Linked DNA regions of Anas platyrhynchos: region 1 is linked to region 2. A link is a contact called in public Hi-C data. All regions are on one chromosome and are shown on one strand. Each heading gives the region's core, a stretch centred on a gene start, on an enhancer-like site or on the middle of the called end of the contact. The rest is flanking DNA. Distances are from core to core; before and after follow the strand shown. Region 1 overlaps AKAP13 (A-kinase anchoring protein 13). Region 2 holds the start of KLHL25 (kelch like family member 25).

Region 1 (3,064 bases), core at 96-2,595, 35 kb before region 2:
TCAGGGACAGGTAATGAGGATCAGGAAAAGAAGCAGGTATTGGTGGCTGTTGAAAGAAGGCAGAAAAGAAGTCTTAGCACAGTGAACAACCCTGCATTGAATCTGAGCTGGGATCGGGGCAGCCCAGGATTTCATACTTGTGTGAAAAGCGGACCATACTGTATTTTGTTGTGCTTCAGGCAAAGCAAGGATTGAAGGGGACTCAGATTCCAGCAGGCATTTTCAGTACCTGCAAGGAACAAGCCAGTCTGTTGGCAAGGTTACATGAAAACTTGAGGAACTTTTCAGTGTGATTTTTGGAAAGGGTAAAAATTACTAAATGCTGTTGTCAGAGTGAGTTTTTGCAGGGGGGGCACGTACTGTTCATGTCATTGTCGTAGAAACATGAGTTCTTAGTATACAAAAGCATGTGAAGGTAGGGATGAAAATAGCTCAGAAGCCTGAGGTGGTCTTTAACAGAGATATTTCTGCTTTTTATCCTCTCAGTTGAACTGCTACAAGACCTGGTAAACAGGAGCTTGGGCTGTGCGCTCGGGCAGCAGGTCAGCACCACCATTGACCAAGAAGGAGTTGGCCCCATCTCTCTTCCTAGAAGGGCAGAAACTTTTGGAGGATTTGACAGTCATCAGATGAACGCGTCCAAGTGTGAGTAGTTACATGTGCACACAGCACCATTTGTTAATGATATTTAATGTCATCAAGTTCTCTTGCTTCTGAAGGACTTCAGCAGCTGGTGAATTTGGATTTCCCTGCTCTTCTGCAATACCAATAGATAAATTAAATATCGGATTAAGAAAAAAGCATAGGTACAGGTAGAATGGTAGTTGTTGAGACCCCACAGCTATATGAGGATTAAACATCTGAACTCTTTGCTTCTCTCTCTCCATGTTTTTTTAAATCATTCTTCCTTCTGCATTTCTATGCCACATGAAAGCATTTTTCTTGTTAGATTAGTTTCTTCATGATCTTCTTACTGAAGTGTCCGCAGCTCTGTTCTTCATTCTTCAGTTATCTTCCAGCAGGAGCCTCCTCGTGCTGCTGCATTTGCAAATGGACAAGAATATTGCTGAATCCAGCACCTTCTCTCCTGGCTGCGTTCTCCATGCATTTGTGTTCCACATACAACTGCATGTGTTATTCCTGCAATTAAGTCTCTCCCAAGCTAATTAGTGAATATTTATTTCAGCTGCATAGTTGGCTGCTTCCCAATGCTCGCTTTCTTTGCCCTAGTCATCAGAAACTTCCCTGTCCTCAAATTCCTTTCTCTGTGGTCTCTCTCACACTCCCAATACAGCCAGTTTTGCTGTGCTAGTGTCTGTCTCAGCACTGGGATCGCTGGACCCCATCTGACCTCCTGCATTAAAGGAGCAGTGTTAGCTCCAGACAGTCAGACATGAGAAGTATGTGGAGATTTTCCCAGCTATTGGAAAGCTGCAAAGCTCTCAACGGGCCTTGTCATCATAATGACAAATACATTCACACTGAGGGCTGGAGAGGGTTGGTTAGGGCTGTGCCTCGCTCTGTCGCAGTGATGAATGGGACAACCTCAGGCTGCTCGCTGCCCAGCACTCCCCCTTGCACCCTGTTTTTGTTGTTTTTTGGTGTTTGTCATTGTTGTTGTTTTTCTAGAAATAACCCCTGTTGAATGAGATTATAACTCAATAGTTATAGGTTCTTGGGAGATTTGGGGAAAAGAAAGCAGGGTGTGTTTGTTCAGCTGTGGGCCAGGAGGCATGAAACCTGGGTTTCATCTCCAGTTCTTCTGTTCACAACCTGTGCAACCTTGGGCAAGGCTTATAACCAGACTCCCCTTCGTTCTCCCCTCCAGCAAAGCAGAAGGGAGGTGTGTCCTCCTGCAGAGAGGTGGAAGGTCCCAGGACGTGGCGCAGGAGAGAAGGTCTGTTAGGAGGATGTGAGGGTCAGCCTTTCATAGCAAAGCCTGCCTGGAGGGTGGCGGGGGGAGAGGGGCCTTGCAATAGGTACTGTGTCCTTCATGCTGCTGCAAATCCAGGTGTAAGTCAAGTCCTGTGTCGTTAGAAGAGAAGCAAGCAGGGAATTTCCCCATGGACTGCATCTCAGCTGGCAGAGGGAAATGTGGTCTTGGCAAGAGCTGGTGGACCAAAGAGCTTTGTGACTTCTTCACATGCTGCGAGCAGAGAGAAAGTGTTCTTGGGCACAGAAGGTGGAGGGCTGCATCTTGCTTGGCTCAAGTCAGTTCAGTCCTGCTTGGGAACACTGATGTGAGCCATGCAGGGAGAAGCCAGAAAGAGAAGTCCAGTGTCCCTTTGAAGATAAAGGTTTCTGATAACCAAGGCAGTGGAAAAATTGTTAGCATAAAATTACACACCAGTATTGCACAGCAGTCTAACCCAGCTGTAAATTGCCTTTGGACAGAGAGGCATTGAAACTGTATCTGCAATAATATACCCTGAGATTGTATTGTTATTTTTCTCCATCTGCTCTTATTCTGCCTCATAACTTCTCAGCTAATGTTCTTTTGGAGTAGAAAACAGTCTGGGGGCTAGACAGAGCACAAGCTAAAGGTGTGTCATCAGCACATTGTTTGAAACCAAAGTCAATCCTCCTCTGAATTCAGATCCCCCCTTTTCTGGTGGAGCCGACAGGTTCTGTATATGGAGGGAGCAAATGCATTTAGTTAAAGTGTGAAGAGCTCTCTGGCCCCTGTTGTGAAACATCTCGGTTCCCTGTATTAAATTTCTCAGACACTAGCAAGTTCAGCTGTGGCCTAAAATGCTGAATAACCAGTTTCAATGCTGGCTTCTTCCTTTAGGTGGAGTGAAGGATGAAGGTGACGATGCTCAGGACCTTCGGAGAACAGAGTCAGACAGCATTTTAAAGAAGGTATCACTTGATTTATCTGTCTGCTACCACTCTGAGTTCAAGAGAGTGACAATTCAAGACTTGAAAAATGCCTGAATTTCTTGGCAACTAGATGTATCCTAATAAGTTAAAATAAAATTGTATGTATGGAGTCAAAAACGCTTCACTGTAGCTAAAATCCTGACTTGAAAACCATTTCAGATATGTAGTATTCCTTTGTGGC
Region 2 (3,106 bases), core at 338-2,837:
GCAGACTGTGGTTACCACTGTAGGGACAAAATAGGCACCGTAACTCACCCGTTAATACATCCAGACCGACAGCCACACGCTCCCTTCCTGCCCCTGCCCGGCACTGCTCCAGCCCTGGAGGGACCACCTCGTGCACCACCCCACGTTCATTTTAACACATTTGGAGGTGTCAGGCAGCATCGCCCTGTTCCCAAGCTGCCTGCCCTCATAAATTTCATCTGTCTCCCTCCTGCCGTCCAGAGGTTCCCAGCTGGCCTCATCGCCTCTCCCAAACCACATCAGGAGCCCGGTCACGCTGCCTGCATTACCCACACCTGCCCCAAACGCAGCGTGGGGACCTACCATGGGACACGTTTCATGATGAGGCAGGAGGACCTGGCACAGCAATTGCCACATACCGGAGAAAAAGGACAAAAAAAGGGGCAGGAAGTTTGGGTTCCCCAACGCTGAGGTTGTTTACAGCCTCCTGCCTACCTCGAGGCGCTCCTGATTTGCTTCTGCAGCAAATTCCCCTCTGGTTTTAGTCCCGGGAGCCCTGCGCCCACACCTTCCCGTCGCAAACCTCCACCTCTGCCTCTTTGCCAGGCGCGTCCTTATCGCGGAGATAAGGCCCAGCAGGTGGACGAGGCCACAGAAGAGACAAAAAGATGATTTGGGGTCAGGTTTGATAGGAAACAGCAAGCAGGGCACGGCAATCGGCGAGGCCCTAGGAAAGGTCCCACATCCCTAAAGAAGGGCAAGAAGAGATGGGGAGGGGAAATAAGCGGTGCCTGAGCCCCTGGAGATGTGGGACACCAGTATGGGACCTGAGCAGGGATGGGGAGCACAGTGGGGTTAGGGGCAGGGGCTGGCCAGCAGCAGGCACACACAGCGGGTGGGCGAAAAACGAATGAAAAATTGTCCTAAGGCAGCGGAGGGAGGAAAGTGGCAGCGTAAAAAGTTACAGAGATGCTCGCTGCGCTGGGACTCGGGGTGCGTATTTATAGGGTATCTGTAGGGTGACCATCTGTAGGGTGACCGCGGTCCGGGCTGCCGGTGGGGACGGTTTGGGGCAGGGAGGCTGGGGGCAGCAGAACGCCTCCAGGAGCCCCTCGCGCTGCCCTAACCCCCCCAAGGCAGCGGGGATGGGATGCAGCGGGGCACAGCGCCGCGGAACCCGCCCCAAACCCGCCCCAAACCCGTTTTTGGGGTGCCGGGGGGCTGCGGGGCAGCGCGGGGCGGGGGCACTGCAGCCCCGCGGAGCCCCACGGCGATGCCCGCAGGGAATGCGGCGCCCCGCGGCTCCCCACTCGAGACCCTGATGCCGGTTTGAGGCTTTTGGGTCTATTTTGGGTCTATTTTGGGGTCTTTTTGGGGTCTTTTTGCTTCCTCCCATCCCCTACCCGCACTCCTCCGAGCCCACGCGCGCTCCCGCGGCTCAGCTCACCGCCTGCTCCCGGCGTCCCGCAGCCCCTAGGGTGAGCGGACACCCCGGGGCCGCTCCCGGCCCACGCGTGGCCGCGCTGCCCCGCAGCCTTCCTCCTCCTCCTCCTCCTCCTCCTCCCGCCCCCGCCCGCGCGCCCCCGCGGAACCGTGCGGCCCGGGGGCGGGGCCGCCGCCGCGCCCGCAGCCAATCAGGTGGCGCCCTGCCCCTGACGTCATTGGAGGGCGGGGCCTCGGGGAGCGGCGGGGAGGGAAAGGGGAGGGTGGAAGGGCGGGGGCGCGGCCAATGAGGGGGGAGCACGGCGGGGAGGGGCGGGGGGAGGGAGGGAGGCTGTGGGATGGGTCCTAACGCCCGCCCGCTGTGGGGGGCGCTGTGGGAGTGCGGGGGGATGAGGGGTTGGTCCCTGAGAATCCTGGAGGCGCTGGGGTTGGAGGAGACCGCCAAGGGCACCTGGTGCAGCCGTGCCCAGCACCAGTGTCACCACCAAGCCGTGTCCCCAAGCACCACGTCCAGCCTCTCCTTCAACACCCCCAGGGATGGTGACTCCACCACCTCCCTGCACAACCCGTCCCAACACCTGGCTGCTCTTTCTGACAGAAATGTCGCCTCGTTTCCAGCCTGAACCTCCCCTGGCACAACCTGAGGCCATTCCCTCAGCCCTGTCATGAGTTATCTGTGAGGAGAGGCCGACCCCAGCTCCCCACAGCCTCCTTTCAGGTGGTTGCACAGAGCAGTGAGGTCTGCCCTGAGCCTCCTCCAGACCAAACACCCCCAGTGCCCTCAGCCGCTCCCCCCAGGACTTGTGCTCCAGGCCCTTCACCAGCTTTTGGACATGCTCCAGGGTCTCCATGTCCTTCTTGTAGTGCAGGGCCCAAAGCTGAACGCAGCACTCAAGGTGCAGCCTCACCAGAGCCACGTACAGCACTCACCTCCCTGGCCCTGCTGCCCACACTACTGCTGATACAAGCCAGGGTGTCCGCTCACCCCACAGCCTACCCCAGGGTGCCGACTCCACCGAGTACCCACGGATGGGCTACTGAAGGCCTGGCCCACGGCACAGCCTCCCCTTGCCATCAGAGGCCTCCTCTGGCCTCCCACTGGCACCCCTTGGTCCAGCCTTGCGGCCACAGCCCACACGAAGCTTTGCCCACTTGGCTGGTTTTACACGTGAGAACAGGGCAGGTGGCTGCTGTGGGGATTTACTGGAGCAAAAGCCCCTGAAGATTCAAAACTTATTGGGAAATAAATCCCAAAACACTGAAATAAAGGCAAAAAACTTCTTTTCTTCCCAGGTTGAAAGAGAACACCATCTACAGCTGGCAGAGGCTGTGTATAGTAAATAACAAAGTACACCAAAGATGTGGAACCGTATCAAATTCCTGGGTTTTGGGAGCTGTGTTGTTCCAGGTCATCACAGTTTAACTCTTAGAGTGTCGCTGCTGGCTTCCCAGCTACAAGCACAGCTACTCTCCAAGGGCCTACAAATTGTCCTGGGGCTTGTTAATGACTTTAATGAGCTGCTCAGGAAGACAACAGGGATTTGTGCAATAGGCGGGTGTGGTGGCATCCAAACGCATCTGTTAGACAACAACAACATGAAAGAAAACTGATTTTCCTCTTTGCTGCTGAGTTCCACCCAGCTGCTCCATGAGTATGAAAGAGCTGTGGAGCAACGTGAGGTCA

What was found. A called contact is a pair of places that touch in the nucleus more often than the background predicts.
Region 1: a contact with region 2 is called in a Hi-C map of skeletal muscle, with 5 times the contacts expected there. The contact joins the enhancer-like site here to the promoter of KLHL25 in region 2. A contact is called at or near these places in 4 of 8 Hi-C or Micro-C datasets (F1 follicle, liver and skeletal muscle).

Annotation. Positions count from the first base shown.
Region 1 is chr11:18,174,817-18,177,880 of IASCAAS_PekinDuck_T2T, reverse strand. AKAP13 (A-kinase anchoring protein 13) reads left to right here. Exons shown (of 41, transcript XM_072043424.1): 34 at 487-645; 35 at 2,792-2,862. Among named protein-coding and RNA genes, the nearest start is that of KLHL25, 35 kb to the right of the region's middle. Within about 2 kb of position 1,345, at least 1 of the 8 cell types and tissues checked has an H3K27ac peak or open chromatin away from gene starts, as enhancers often do.
Region 2 is chr11:18,139,547-18,142,652 of IASCAAS_PekinDuck_T2T, reverse strand. KLHL25 (kelch like family member 25) reads right to left here and starts at 1,587. Exons shown (of 3, transcript XM_027466175.3): 1 at 1,427-1,587.